Regions from separate parts of the Gossypium hirsutum genome. Here region 1 is linked to region 2. A link is a contact called in public Hi-C data. All regions are on one chromosome and are shown on one strand. Each heading gives the region's core, a stretch centred on a gene start, on an enhancer-like site or on the middle of the called end of the contact. The rest is flanking DNA. Distances are from core to core; before and after follow the strand shown. Region 1 has its middle 8.6 kb from the start of LOC107916601. Region 2 holds the start of LOC107916725 (photosystem II core complex proteins psbY, chloroplastic).

What was found. A called contact is a pair of places that touch in the nucleus more often than the background predicts.
Region 1: a contact with region 2 is called in a Hi-C map of leaf, with 1.8 times the contacts expected there. The contact joins the enhancer-like site here to the promoter of LOC107916725 in region 2. A contact is called at or near these places in 2 of 34 Hi-C or Micro-C datasets (callus and leaf).

What each region holds. Positions count from the first base shown.
Region 1 is chrA01:96,395,681-96,402,558 of Gossypium_hirsutum_v2.1, reverse strand. No RefSeq gene overlaps it. Among protein-coding and RNA genes, the nearest start is that of LOC107916601, 8.6 kb to the left of the region's middle. Within about 2 kb of position 5,153, at least 9 of the 9 cell types and tissues checked have an H3K27ac peak or open chromatin away from gene starts, as enhancers often do. A contact at or near this core is called in leaf, where this site is marked.
Region 2 is chrA01:96,186,344-96,194,140 of Gossypium_hirsutum_v2.1, reverse strand. LOC107916725 (photosystem II core complex proteins psbY, chloroplastic) reads left to right here and starts at 2,897. Exons shown (of 1, transcript XM_016846082.2): 1 at 2,897-3,914. The coding sequence starts at 3,226. The coding sequence ends at 3,831.

The DNA of each region.
Region 1 (6,878 bases), core at 3,904-6,403, 210 kb before region 2:
CGGGACATTTTGCTCATTTACTCTTTTCGTCATCTTAATTGATGCCTTCGAACACTAACTCAAATACCAATTGTCACGGGGCTAAAACTTAAGTCTGGCAAACCACATGACCTTAGGTGATTTCTTTACTTTAAATCCACCTAAGTCAACTTTATTTTTGAAAATGAAAATTCATAATGGAATTTCTACAAGGCATTGAAATAAAGCAGAAGTAATTCAAAGACAAAAGAACTCGAATCAAATAAAAAAGCCACAAGAAAATTAAGCACACTGAGGGTTTGAGCAAATGCTTTCAAATATATTTAATGACTTTGAATGGGATATAATTAGATGATTACAAATGAGGGGAAGACCTCTATTTATAGTTGAGCTCCTTCAAATCTAACAGTATAGTTTAAATTACATCGATGGTTAATATTAAATGCTATTTACAAGATGGGAGTCCTAAGTAATTTAAATTCTATACAATCTTATCCTTTAAGATTTAAAATATCCACCATGTTAACTCTATTTTTACTGGAGTGTTTCATTGAGCAACCAAGACTTATATATGTTTCTTCATATATTTCACAAATTGTGCTAGTCCAAGTGAGTCAAATAAGCCCATTTAATTAGTTAACCTCTATGAGTTGTTCTATGTGCATTCATCACTGATTTAGATTTGCAACTCGTGACACTAGGGCTTTGTTAGAAGAAAAGGAGAAAAAAAGTATAAAAAAAGAGACCAAAAAAGAATGAAAAATAAGAATGAAAAAATAAAAGAAATTGAAAGGGCAAAATATGTGGGAGAGAGAAAAACAAGTGAGAAATATAAAAAAAAAAGAATGTAAATAAAGAAATAAGCAAGGGGGCCTACATAAAAGTCTTAAAAAAATTATATACATAGCATTCACATAAGCATTTAGCTTTCGTGGCACGCTTTTTCTTGTTTTTTCTATGGGTTTTGTTGCGTTTTGTCCGGATATTTGGATGGAAGGTGGCGGCGACGCTCACACTGAAAATGGAACAAGTGTTGGCAGATCTGCCATTGGAAGGGGGTGAGGAGGAATGACGGAATGTGGCGTTGGACGGGGAGGAGAAGGGGGAAGAGGACAAGTTCTGTGCGGTGGGCAGTTTTCTAACTGCTAATGGCATTCAATTTCAGGCGATGAAGTTCACTCTTGCGAATATTTGGCACCCGCATGGAGGAGTGACGATATCTGACTTACGTGTGAAACGTCTTATGTTTAAGTTTTATTATGAGATCGACTTTGATAGATTTCTTGAGGGGATTCCTTGGACTTTCATTGGGCATTTATTGGTATTTTATAGTCTAAGGAAGGGGGAAGATCCAATGGTGGTTCCGTTGATCTTTGTGGATTTTTGGGTTCAGATCCACGATTTGCCCTTTGGTTTGATCTCGGAGGTGATGGGTAGACAGTTTGGGATCTTTATTGGGACTTTCCTGGAATATGACATGAAAGCAATGGGAAGGGTTTTCGGGGTTATATGAGGGTTAGCGTTCAAGCTTGGTTTTAGTATGAGAGATTGTCTGTTTATTGGGCCACTTTGAAGGTTTTTACCCGGTGCATATAGTTCACAGACGTAGGGAGTTACCTCTGGAATGGGACTTATTTATTAAGGCAGCTCCGTGAAGGGCAGTGGTAGGAAAGAGTTGCTGGCTTAGGTAGGAATGTGAAGTCTTCAAAATGGATTAGGCGCGAAGGCTTTCACGCAGAAGTTCGATTGGGTGACATAATGATATTCAAAGTGTTATCCAAAATTGTACCCTAACGAATAATGTGGGTATTACTTTGGGGTTGAATTTAGGTGGCTGGGAGCATTATGATTCTGAGGGTGCATAGAATGTAAATCTGAATATGAGTCTGGTTGAAGAGGATTCTCCGTTAGCTGTTAGGGAAGGAAAAAAGTGGTCATGTATTTCTGTGTCCAATCCTGTTTTTGTACATATGGATTCGAAGGGCATTGTTGATGGATTCGAAGGGCATTGTTGATGAACAATCTGTTGTTCACTCTTTTGGAACATCAGTTGGCTTTGGGGGACAGAGCAACTGGGTGTCATGAAAATTTTAAGCTGAAATGTCTGAGGGATAGAGAACCCTCGGGCAGTGTGCCGCCTTTGACATGTGTTAAAGAATTTATGCCCTAGTGTGGCTTTTTTTCATTGAGACGAAGCTACGGAAAACTCGGATGGAGAGGGTGCGTAGAAATGTTGGGTTTCGTTGTGGGATTGAGGTAGGTAGTGAGGGGTCAAGGGGCGGCATGGCCCTTTGTTGGAAGGAGGATTGTAAAGTACAATTAGGTAGTTATTCTATAAATCATATTGATCTTCTGGTAGAAGAGGATCTTGATGGTTATCAGTGGCGGTTTACTTGGTTTTATGGTTTTATGGGTCACCGGTTGAGGGTCGTTGTTTTTAGTCTTTGAGAATTTTTGTGCCAATTATTTGCCAGAGCTGATTACCATTGGGTTTTCATGGGTGATTTTAATGAGATTGTTTTTTCCTACGAGAAACAGGGTGATCAGATGAGGCCTGAAAGAAATATGGATGATTTTAGAGCCGTGCTTGATGATACTGATTTGATTGATCTGGGATATGTGGACAATGGTATATGTGGGAAAGAGGTAAGCTTCTTGAGAATAATATCCATGAGCGCATTGATAGAGGGGTTTCAGGGTTGGCTTGGAAGGTATTATTCCCGAATTATAGACTTACGCATTGCTTTCACTCTATCTCTGATCACTGCTCATTACTTTTGGAAACGGATGTTGTAGTTGTGCTTTAGGGTCGAAGGAAAAGATGTTTTCGATTCGAGGCTTATTGGTTGTTGGAAGAATCGTGTGAAGCAGAAATTAAGCACCAGTAGGAGTGGTCGATAGGTGTTGTTCCTGATCGTATTTGATTGTTGGGTGATGGTTTACTAACTTGGGCTAAACGAGTAAGAGACCAATTGAAATTGAATGTGACTAGGCTGTAGGATTGACTTAAACATTTTGGTTAGGGGGAGCCTGACGATAAGGTGCTGGAGGAAGTGGTTTTAGCCAAAATGAACCTTAATCTTGAGATTGACAAGAGGAAGATGTATTGGGAGCAGAGAGCACGGGCTACAATATGGTGACTGCAACACAACGTTTTTCCATAAGTTTGCTTCCCATCGATGGCGTGTTAAGGTTGTGGATCAGATCAAAGATGTTGATGGACGAATGGTTAGGGGGGCTGATGAATTTGAGAAAGTGGCTTGCCATTATTTCAGGGATTTGTTTACAACAAAGGGACGAGGGGATATGGACTGTTTGTTATTAGGCATTTCGAGTTCTATCTCTGCGGATATGAATAGCTATCTCTGTACTGATTTTACAGAGGAGGTCTTGCTAGCTGTTCGTAGTATGACACCCACCAAGCCAGCAATGAGAGATGGTATGCCTACTTTATTCTATCAACTATTTAGGCATATTGTAGGCAAGGATATTAGTGATTATTGTTTGCACGTGCTTAATGATTGTGTTTCATTTGATGACATTAATGATACAAATATTGTTCTTATTCCCAAGAACCGTAGCCCACAGAACATGACTTGTTTTCGCCCTATCAGTCTTTACAATGTGTTATTTAAGATTATATCTAAAATGATTGTTAATAGACTACAAAGGGTTATGACTCATTGTATCAACGAGGCACAGAGTGCCTCTATACGTGGCCCATTGATTATGGACAATACGCTTGTGGCCTTTGAGTTGTTTCATTCTTTTAGGAAGAAGCGTCGGGGGCTTAAAGATAGTTTTGCTGTAAAGTTGGATAAGAACAAAGCTTATGACAAGGTGGAATGACATTTAATCTAGGAGGTTATGCTCAAAATCAGATTTGATGTGAATTAGGTTAACTTGTCATGTGATGCGTTCGCTCGGTCAAATATTCAGTAATTGTGGATGGGGAAGCTAGGGGGAATATCGTGCCAACCCAGGGTTGCGTCAAGGTGACCCCTTATGCCCGTCCTTTTTATTTTTATTTTTATTTGCAATGAGGGCTTCACTTCTCTGTTGAAATTGGCTCATGATGATGGACTCTTGAAGGGAGTAAAGGCAAGTGGTTCAGGGCCTCGGGTATCTCATTTATTGTTCGCCGATGATAGTTTGGTATTTGGAGAGGCTTCGATTGAGGGGCTAAATATGTGGGGGAAATCCTGAAAGAGTATGAACAATGTTTGGGCCAGTAGACCAATTTTGGAAAATCTCTAGTTTACTTTAGTTTGAATGTGATCCAAGGAATGCGTCGAGATATTGTGGATATTTTGGGGGTCTGTAGTACCATGGATCCTGGGATTTATCTGTGCTTGCCAGTGGTTGTTGGTAGGAACGAAAAAAGGGCCTTTTGTAGTCTTTAAGGAGCGCTTTCTTGAGTGGATTGGAGGGTGGTACAATCGGCGTCTTTCGCAGGGTGGTAAGATCGTTTTTATTAAGTTAATTCTTCAAGCCATTCCGAATTATATTTTGTCCTACTTATGTTTGTGCTGGTTTATGCCAGAGAGATGGATTCTTTGTTGAGGGAGCGCGAGACTACTGACTCGTTGGTTTAGAAGCCTCCAATTGACCCGTGGGTTCGAGTAAACTTTGATGCTGGATTCTATGGTCATCTCCATTCTGCAAGTACATGAGTGGTTGTTAGGGACTCAGAGGGTTATATGCTAGGATCGACCTATCTTTGGAAAAAGCATATACCTGATGCGGCGGCTGCGGAGGCATTGGCTTGTGTGCTTGCTGTTCAATTTGCCAGGGATCTAGGGCTTCGACGGGTGGAGCTAGAAGGGGATTCAGCAGCGGTCATTTCCAAACTCAAACATGCGGGGATTGACAGACGAAAATCAGTGGATATATTTGGGATGCTCGACAAATGTTATTAGGTTTTGAGCATTTTAAATTTTATCATATTAAACGATGGGGGAACAGAGCTGAGCACCTGTTGGCTTGGGAAGTGTTCCTCCGGGAGTGAGACGAATGTTGGGTAGAGGATGGACCGTTGTCGATTCAAGAGGAGGTAGATCGGTATAGAAGGCGAGGGCCTGTCAACGGATGATTTTAGGCATGTTTATAGTAGCTGCGATATAGATCTGGTCACTTTCCACAGCGGTTGTTTTGGGTCCTACCTTGGTCGAAGATCGGATGAGCTTGATGGTATTGCTTTTTTGCTTTTGGTAGGGACTGCATTTATGGGCGGATTGCCCGATGGTTGTTTGTTTAATGTTTTTGGAGTTTTATTAGGAAAAAAACAATTGACTTCTTGCCACGTGTGATTTCCGTCACACTCCTAATATCAGGTAACAATATAATGATGAAAATGCTATAAATTGATAATATTAATAATAATTTCCTGGTAAAATTAAAGTTCAATGGCCAAAATTTAAACTTTAGAAAAGATAATGAAATATTGAAAGTATTATTAATATGAACATGTAATACCTTTTAATTGTACGATTGTAACTATTGAAAATGATATCAATATGATGGATATGTATTATATATTTGTAATATATATAAATGTATGAGTTTAAAAAAATTTTGAATCGATAAGATTACCGTTTATTTTCTATCTTATTACTAAATTGGTGTTTAAAAATAATTATAATTTAATTTATATTTATTATTTAAAAAATTTATTTAAAATAATTACAAGTAAAAGTTGATGTATTTTTTTATAATTATAATCATTTAAAAAAGTTTCTTCTAAATATATTTTTTAATTTTACTTGATATTACTTTTTGCTACATATTAATTAATAATGGGGGATTTATTTACACTAGTTAGTTTTACACCATTTCGTATATTTTTGTATGATTAATATTTTAAGGATTCAACGGTCATACATTTTATTCAATTCATATAGATCATGAATGTCAAATTTGACGTAAATTAAAAATTTCTAATTATTTATTTTATATAAAAAATTTTGAACCGTTTAATAATAATTAATATAAATAATTTTTTAGTTGATTTGGTACAAATATCGAATTGGTTCAAAAATTTACATGCATGACAAGTAATATTATATATAAAAAATTTAAGAATTGGATCATTAAAAATTAATCGTATAAAAATATATGAAAGAGTATAAAACTATTTTAGTTTTACATCAGTGTAAATGATTCCCTTTTCATATATATTGTTTACAAATTGTTATAGTCAATTTATTGACTATTAAAAAATAAAAAAGAAAATACAAATACAAATACAAATACAAATACAAATTAAATAGTAAATAATTTATTTTATAATATATTATTTTTTATTGTTTGTACAAATGTTTTAATAATAGGAATTTTTTTATTAGCATTATATTTGAATTATCAAAATAATTAATACTAGAAATCCTATGACACTTATTGTAACGCCTCAATATTCTTATTTTGGCTTTTGTGGAAATGTGACTTAAATCTATATTTGATCCAATGGTTAAGTGTTCTAGGTGTGTGTGAGGTCTCAAGTTCAAGCCTTAGCCTTGGCAAATTTTGAGTATTTTTGGATTTAAGCCCCATCTCTACTCAGTGGGCTTATATTAAATTATTTATAAAACCATATTAGAATGGGCCTATTGGTCTGGTGGTTAAGTTGAGTGTTAGATTACTAACGGTATTGTGCTTGAATCCTTGTGTGAGCGTGGGAGTTTATTTTTAGCTCAGCTTTGTGATAGAGTTTCTGTTGTGGCAGAAATCTGAGTAATAGGTGGTTAGGATTGTGGTGTAGTGAGATTTGAGTTGAACTCATCTTTTTCCCCCAAAAAATCATTCTTTTTGATATTTGACATTATTTTTTTTCTTTCTTGAAAATTTTTTTGCTTCTCTTGTTTCTTCAAAATTTTCTCAATATTTTTGGTTTTAGGGGTTTC
Region 2 (7,797 bases), core at 1,648-4,147:
AAGACGACAAATGTGAGATCGAGGGAAAAAGCCCGTTTGAACCTTAGGAATAGATTAGGATACAAGTGACATGTCACTAGGATGGTTGAGCATCCGAACTCGTTGAGTTGAGTCCGAGTTCACCTATGGATACGAATGTCCGAACTCGTTGAGTTGAGTCCGAGTTCGTGAGATGTAACTAGGCATCCAAACTCGTTGAGTTGAGTCCGAGTTCACTTATGGATGCGAACGCCCGAGCTCGTTGAGTTGAGTCCGAGTTCACTTAGGGGCGGGTTACATGATTTCTTGATTACATATGAGGCACTTATGTGCAAATTATCCGTGTATCCGAGTTGTATTCCGATGTGTTCAACGGGTGAAATTTCTAGTGAAATGGAAGAACACTTAAGATGCAAGGGACGTTTTGGTAAGTGTTGTGAAATGGACACTTTGGACAGGTAAGTTCTTAACCCTCGGGTTGAAAATAGATACAACAACGATAAGGTGGTAAGATGATGAATGATGTTTAGAAATATGACATATGTTTTGGTGATACCATGCTAAAGTTGTTTGGTATATTTGTATTGTTATGTTACTTGTTATTTACATATGAACTTACTAAGCATTTATGCTTACGCCCTCCTCTTTATTTACTGTAGTTTTGAACAAGCCAGCTCGGGAATCGGGGCGGGTCGAAGGTTCGATCACACTATCCAAAGGACTTTCATCTGGGTAAATGGCTTGTAAAACTTAAGTATGGCATGTATAGCAATATACTTATTTTGAGTAAATAATTTTATGATATGGCCATGTTTGGTTGAGAAAATGTTTGATATTGATAAGTCATAGTGATGGCTAATTTAGATCATGTTTGATATTATGGAAGTTTAATAGGTTATCTAGTTCATAAAAATTCATGGAAAGATAAAACTTGCCTTAAAACAGAATATTGCTGCAGCAATGACATGAATTTGAAAAATCACTAAAAATAGTATAAATGGAAATAAATAATGAGTAAGTTATGAAATTAAAGCTTAATGAGTCTATTTTTATGTGGATTGAACAAAACAAGCATATAAATTATATTTTATGAGATATTTAAACTTTTGTGAAACAGGGCCAGGGTGATTTCTGGATCCCCTGTTCTGACTTTAAAAATTCATAATAAATTTTAAAAAAATAATTAGAAGTTTTTCTTTATATGTACAGATTCCTTATTGAGTCTAGTTTTAAGAAAAACAAAGCTTGTAGTCATTGAAATTCTGTATAGAGAGATATCTGATTCGAAATACACAGATGTCAGAGCAGTCAAACCCTGAAACAGGGGAGACTTTAACTAATAAACTGTACTAATTATCCCAACCAAAAATTCTAGAAAAAAATTAGTAAATATATATATGAGTCTATATTTAGGGAAAATTTACGGATCTTGATTTCGAGTTTCGTAACTCGAGATATGATTTTTCTTGTAACTGTGACGCGGGTAGTTAGAAAGCTGTGAATGTAGAAACAAATGATTTGAAGGTCTTAATTTGATAAATTATGTTCGGTAACCCCTCAAGCTCGACTCCGGCGACGGTTTCAGGCGTGGGGGTGTTACAGCGTATGTACGTATGTCCAAGTATTTTGAAAGTGTCAGCCCAAAACAAAAATGATAGTTTAAATACAGAAATTGGCATATGAACATGCAAATGATATTATAACAGTATCCACAAATGTATTATGTATTTATGCTCACAAGTTCGTGTAACTTACAAGTGTTATGTTTGTGTTTTAGGTATACTGTAAGAGTGAGTATGCTAGGAGGGACGACTCGAGGAATGTGCCAAGGAAGCTGCGAACCGATTTATTATGCATACAGTGGACTATTTGGAAAAGTGACGTATTGTAGGTTTACACCTTAAAGAGTTTGTCTTTAGCAAACTTTTGTGTTGTAATAAGTTGTAACAAGTCTGATGTATTATTTTATTTTTAAATACTTTTCTTTGTTCCTTTAATGTTGATTCTTTAAATAAAATGATAAGAAATATATTTTAAGTCAAGCGTACATGTTGACTGTTTTGAAATTTTGTTAAGTGAAATGTAAAGTAATACCCGAGATTTGGATTCGGTAATTTGAGTCGGGTTGAGGGTGTTACACACATAGAGACAGAAGTTCTATTTTGTTAATTTATGGATTATTTTTAGGGCATAATTTGTGAAAGTAAATTAGTAAATTGGATTATTCATTGGTTTACAACTAAGGTTTCAAAGGGAAATAGTTATTGAGAGTGTATATAGTTTGAAGTATAGAAGTGAGGTTGCAAGTTAGTTTATGACTTGAACTTAAACCACAATTTGTACTTTATTAATTTATATTGGGTCACTCTCTAGGTAAGAATAGAAGTAAGAAGTTTTCAAATTACATAAACAATTGTGTTGTCCATCTCTATTTTATAACTATACTAACTTCGTCCAATTGTAACCGAACGAATATTGAAAAACAAAATCAATGATTCACACATAATATATTATTTAAAAAAATGAAATTTCAAGTAAGAAAAACAAAATTTTCAAGTCAATCCATAAATGTATCTACCAGCATCATGTTTAGTTTTTTTTAAACAGTCTTCCATGAAAATTTTTATTAATTTTGCTTGCAGGAACATCAAACGTATTATATTATACATATTTATCCTATGAAGAATAAATTACACTTCTATAATATACAAAAAGTACCTAAATACTTTTAATAGCTTGAGCCTTGTGGTTTCCAAAAAGTTTAAGGTATTAACCTCGAAACAAAGAGGAAGACTTTGAAAACAAAAAGAGGGAGACAGAGACAGCAGCCCAAAGAATGGACTTCAGCTTTGCAAGGTGGGCCTTTGGGCTTCATTGTGTATTTGAGCCACTGGACAAGGTTTTCATCAAGTGAAGTGCAGATAGATATTATGTGAAATGAACGGCTTAATGTTAACAAATTGACCTTAAGAAGGAATATGCCATTGGTGGCGATAAGAAAATTGTGGTGGGGTATCCAACATGAGGTCCATATCTCACACATCATATCATCTGGATAAGAGTAGAATCCAGAGACCTTCATTTTATTGGACATCATTTGATTTGCTTCACATTAAATCTTATATCCCAAAACCCAAATCCTCAGCCAGAGGCAATTGAAACTCCATTTCTCTGCCACAAAAAGCTCCCCCGCCCCGACTCCCCTGGCATCAACAGCACAATTCTAAACCCAAAAACATAAAAAAAATGGCAGCAAGTGTAGCAACAATGGCGATGCTCAATGCAAAATGCCTAAGCATCAGCTCAACTAAGATGAGCAGCCCAACAAAGCCAACCCCAAAGCCCTTCTCCCTTCTCTCCATGCAGAACCTCCCCAAAGGCCTCACCATCTCAAAACCAGCCAACAACTCAAACCTACCTTCTTCACTCGCTGGCAGCGCCATTGCTGGAGCTATCTTCTCAACCTTAAGTTCATGTGACCCCGCCTTAGCTGCACAACAGATTGCTGAAATAGCTGAAGGAGACAACCGTGGGCTAGCTCTATTGCTTCCCATAATCCCAGCGATCGCTTGGGTCCTCTTCAACATCCTCCAGCCAGCACTTAACCAGCTGAATCGAATGAGGAGCTCCAAAGGGGTTATCATAGGGCTAGGGCTCGGAGGATTGGCTGCATCAGGGTTCATGTCAACACCGGAAGCATCGGCCAGTGAGATAGCTATGGTAGCTGATGCTTCATCTAGTGACAATAGGGGTACCCTTCTCCTCTTCGTTGTAGCACCAGCTCTTCTTTGGGTGGCCTACAACATTCTGCAACCCGCTTTGAACCAGCTTAATAGGATGAGATCTCAGTGAGATTGTGGATCTTGTATGGGGTGTAATGGCATGTAAATTACCTGTAATTGCACCTTATGTTAATGAAGCTTTCTCGTTATTTACTTTAAACAAAAAATAACAAATTTTCCTTGGTTGTAGTTCCATTAATTTCATCCCTTATAATCTATATATTCGTATTATTATATTTATGTTATTTTTTAATATAATTGTATTATCGAAGTTAATATAATTTTAAGCTTTTACATAAAATTTGATACAATAGTATATCTATACATTTCTACTATTGTTTTAATTTTTTTAATATTATATAAATGTGGTAACAGAAGAGAGCTAAGCTCTGGCAAACATCAGATTACACAGTGCAGTTTCCCCTTGACTTGGAGGAATATCGAGCAGCTTTGAAGGGGATGATTATATCTATATAATCAGACAGACAGTGTTAATTTGATCAGCCGCTCGGTTTGCTTCCCGGTAAATATGGCCAAAACTACTTTTCAAATTGACCCACCCCTCAGGTGGAGATTCCCATCAAACCTATAGCTGTTGTTCCATAGTTCCCAGCATATCAGTCTGAAGTCATATCCCATTCAACGCCACCAACCTTTTCCCGACCACAATTCTGAAAGTTTGCTGTTAACAATCTTCCAACTGAGAATCAAAGAAATATCCCTTAAAAGATTTAAGCAGACCGACATAGCAAGGGAGCACTCACACAACACATGAGAAATAGTTTCAAAATTGTTCCCGCAAATTTTGCAGTATGGTTCAACGGAGAGTCCCCTTCTACATTTCTCACTGTTTGTTAAAATCTTACTATGGTAAACTGACCAAAGAAATTGTCTCACTCGTTGAGGTCAGTTAAACTTCCAAAACTAAAGACGATTGTGGCCCCTTTCGCTGCTTGTAGCCATCCATTACCGTAAAGTTTCCATTACGGGTCCATAGCCAACATCAACGATCACCAATATCTTGTGCACTAGGGGATTCAGAACCTGTAATAGAAAGCAAAACCAAGTATCCTAGGCATGCTGGAAGTTTATTCCAGTCCCAACTGCCAGAAACAGTAACTAAATCTTTTATAAGAATCTCATCCACAACATGATCAGGACAAGTATGATAATTTTTGAGGCCTCAATTCCGGTTACCAATTATCATGCCTAAATTTTATAATATTTCCGTTCCCCATAGTCCATGTGTTACTGTTACGCAGTATATCCCATGGACAAACACCTCCACACACACGCAGACACAAAAAAGTCTTTAGCTGTTAATACCTATAGAAATCGCCCTTTCCACTTTATATTTGCTTCTCAGAATCTGATTAGATTGAAGCCAACGTTTAGCATAAAGGACTTATTCTGATGTTGCAAACATGACGCATGCACCAATCACCTGGACAACATAAAGGATTTGAATTTTTCACTGAATCAATCACAAGATCAAAATCCTTGTAATTTAAGATCAAAATCTATTTATGTTTATTGATATGATGACTTATCAACTTGTATAGTATGGAAGGTTATACGAGTTGAATGTAATGAACTCACCTATTGATATGAATTGTGGTAATAGGGTAAAATGTTTAGTTAACTGTTTTGTTATTTAAATGTGAAAATTAAGGTATGTTATATTGTTTCCAACTTATGAACTTACTAAGCTTAATTGAAGCTTTGTTTCATTTTATGTTTCTTGTAGTTATTGTTTTGCGGAACTTAGTGATCGGATCAACTTGAAGATTACACTATCCAGTCACTTTTTGGTAGACTTTTTGAACATTAAATTTGGTTATGTGGCATGTAATAAGGGTTAAATTGTATATAATTGTCTTGTAATAGTAAAGTGTGAATGATATTATATCATGAATGTGTGCTTGATGACCTTTTGATATGCTTGATCATGATTTGAAATGGTAAATCTTGATTGTGGTTGTTAAGCATGGAAAAAGATGATAGATTCGTATGAATGGATGGAATGGTTAACTATGTTGTGCAATGGTTGAAATGGGTGAGCTTGAGTTGGAAATTGTGGTATGAAGACTTGATGATAAAATTGAATGTTTTAGGTATGATTTGTGAATGAGTTTAGACATTTATCTCATATGTTGTGTATGTGGTGTTTTAGTCAATAAAAAGTGTATGAGAGTTGGCATATGATTGTACTTAAGATATATGTTAGCCATTCACATTGTTGGTATGAAATGAGATTGGTATGAAATGAGATGAACTTTTGTATTGACTATTGGTTGTGATGGTGCCTTGAGGCATATTGGTTAGAAGTTCAGGCCATTTTTTTATGTGAGTTTTGACATGATTTGAATAGGTATATCTTTGGTTATAAGCATTGGTATGTGTTTGGAATTGCTTGAATTAGGTAACTTGCATGGTAAGTCATTTTATTCTACACACGATCTAGTACACGATCATGTGTCTCCACAAGGGTTGGTGACACGGCTATGTGACCTCTAAAGGAAGTTAATTTATACACTGCACGGTTACAAAAAGTTATTGTAACAACCCATTTTCAGTGAAATCGGAACAGTGGTTTTGAGACCACAAATCTGAGTCAAAAAAGAAAACCTATTTTAATATTATTGCATGAATTGCATTATGATAGAAATGACGTATGAAAATTTCATTAAGAAAATTTTACTAATTTTATGTTTAATTGTGAAAGGACCAAATTGCATAAAATGCAAAAGTTGAATTCTAGTAGCTATAAGTATCAAATAGCTATGGAATTCAAAATTTGAGGTCCTTATATGGTAATTAGACCATTAAGAAAAAGTTAGTAGATATTTATGATGAATCATCCATGAAAAATTAGAAAAAGGAAAGGACTAAATTGGAAAGTAGAAAATTTAATGGATGATAAATAAATTAAAAAGAAATATCATATTATTATATCATCTTCTTCCCCAAAAATACATGGAAACCCTAAGAAAGAGAAAGCAAGCTTTCTTGGCTTAATTGGGTAAGTAATCTTGTCCCGTTTTTAGTAATATTTATATTTTTGAGATTAGAATAGTTTAATATATCTATTTTGGGGTTTAATTTGCAAAGATATCAAAGTATAGAAATTTTTCCATAGATGTAAATGCTGAAATTTTGAAACAACTTTTACAAAGAGAATTTTGATGAAATTATGATTTAGGGACTAAATTGAAAAATTGTAAAACTCATGGAAAAATTTTGATTTTTGTGAAATTCATAAGCTGTTATTGTGACATGTAAAATTCGGTTAGGCTTGAAATAAGGATTAAATTGCATGGATTTCATTTTTCGAGCCTAGGGACAAAATCGTCATTATGGAAAGTATAGGGCAAAATGTGTAACACCCCTAACCCGTATCTGTCGCCAGAATAGGGTTACGGAGCTTGCCAAAATTTTTCAGAACATTTTTTAGATAATTCACGTAAATTTCTATTCATTAACTGAGATTATTTATAACGTCCCTTAAATGGACCCTCGAGGCCGAATACAAGCATTAGAATCGAGTCAGGACTTAATCGGAAACTCTAAGAATTTTTCACGAAATTTCAAATATTTTCCAAGTTATAGGGCACATACGCCCGTGTGGTCCAAGGGACACGCCCGTGTGACCCTGGGACATGCCTATGCTACAGGTTGTGTCTTACCCCGTATAACTCTCTGACTTATGCACACGACCATGCCACATGCCCAGGTGCTAGGCCGTGTTACCCACACGGATGAGACACACGCCCCTGTCTCTGCCCATGTGCTCAATTCTAACTATTCTGTTTCTTAGATTTAAGGTGCAGGGGACACACAGCCCAACCACACGCCCATGTACCAGGCCATGAGTCACACACAGTCTAGACACACGCCCGTGTGTCTGCTCGTTTGGACAAAATAAAGCCATTCCTATCTTCATTTCTCACCCTAAATCATACCAAATTCCTGCACCAAACTTACATCCAAATACCAACCAATCTAAGCATTGAATTCAAACAATTTATAACATTTA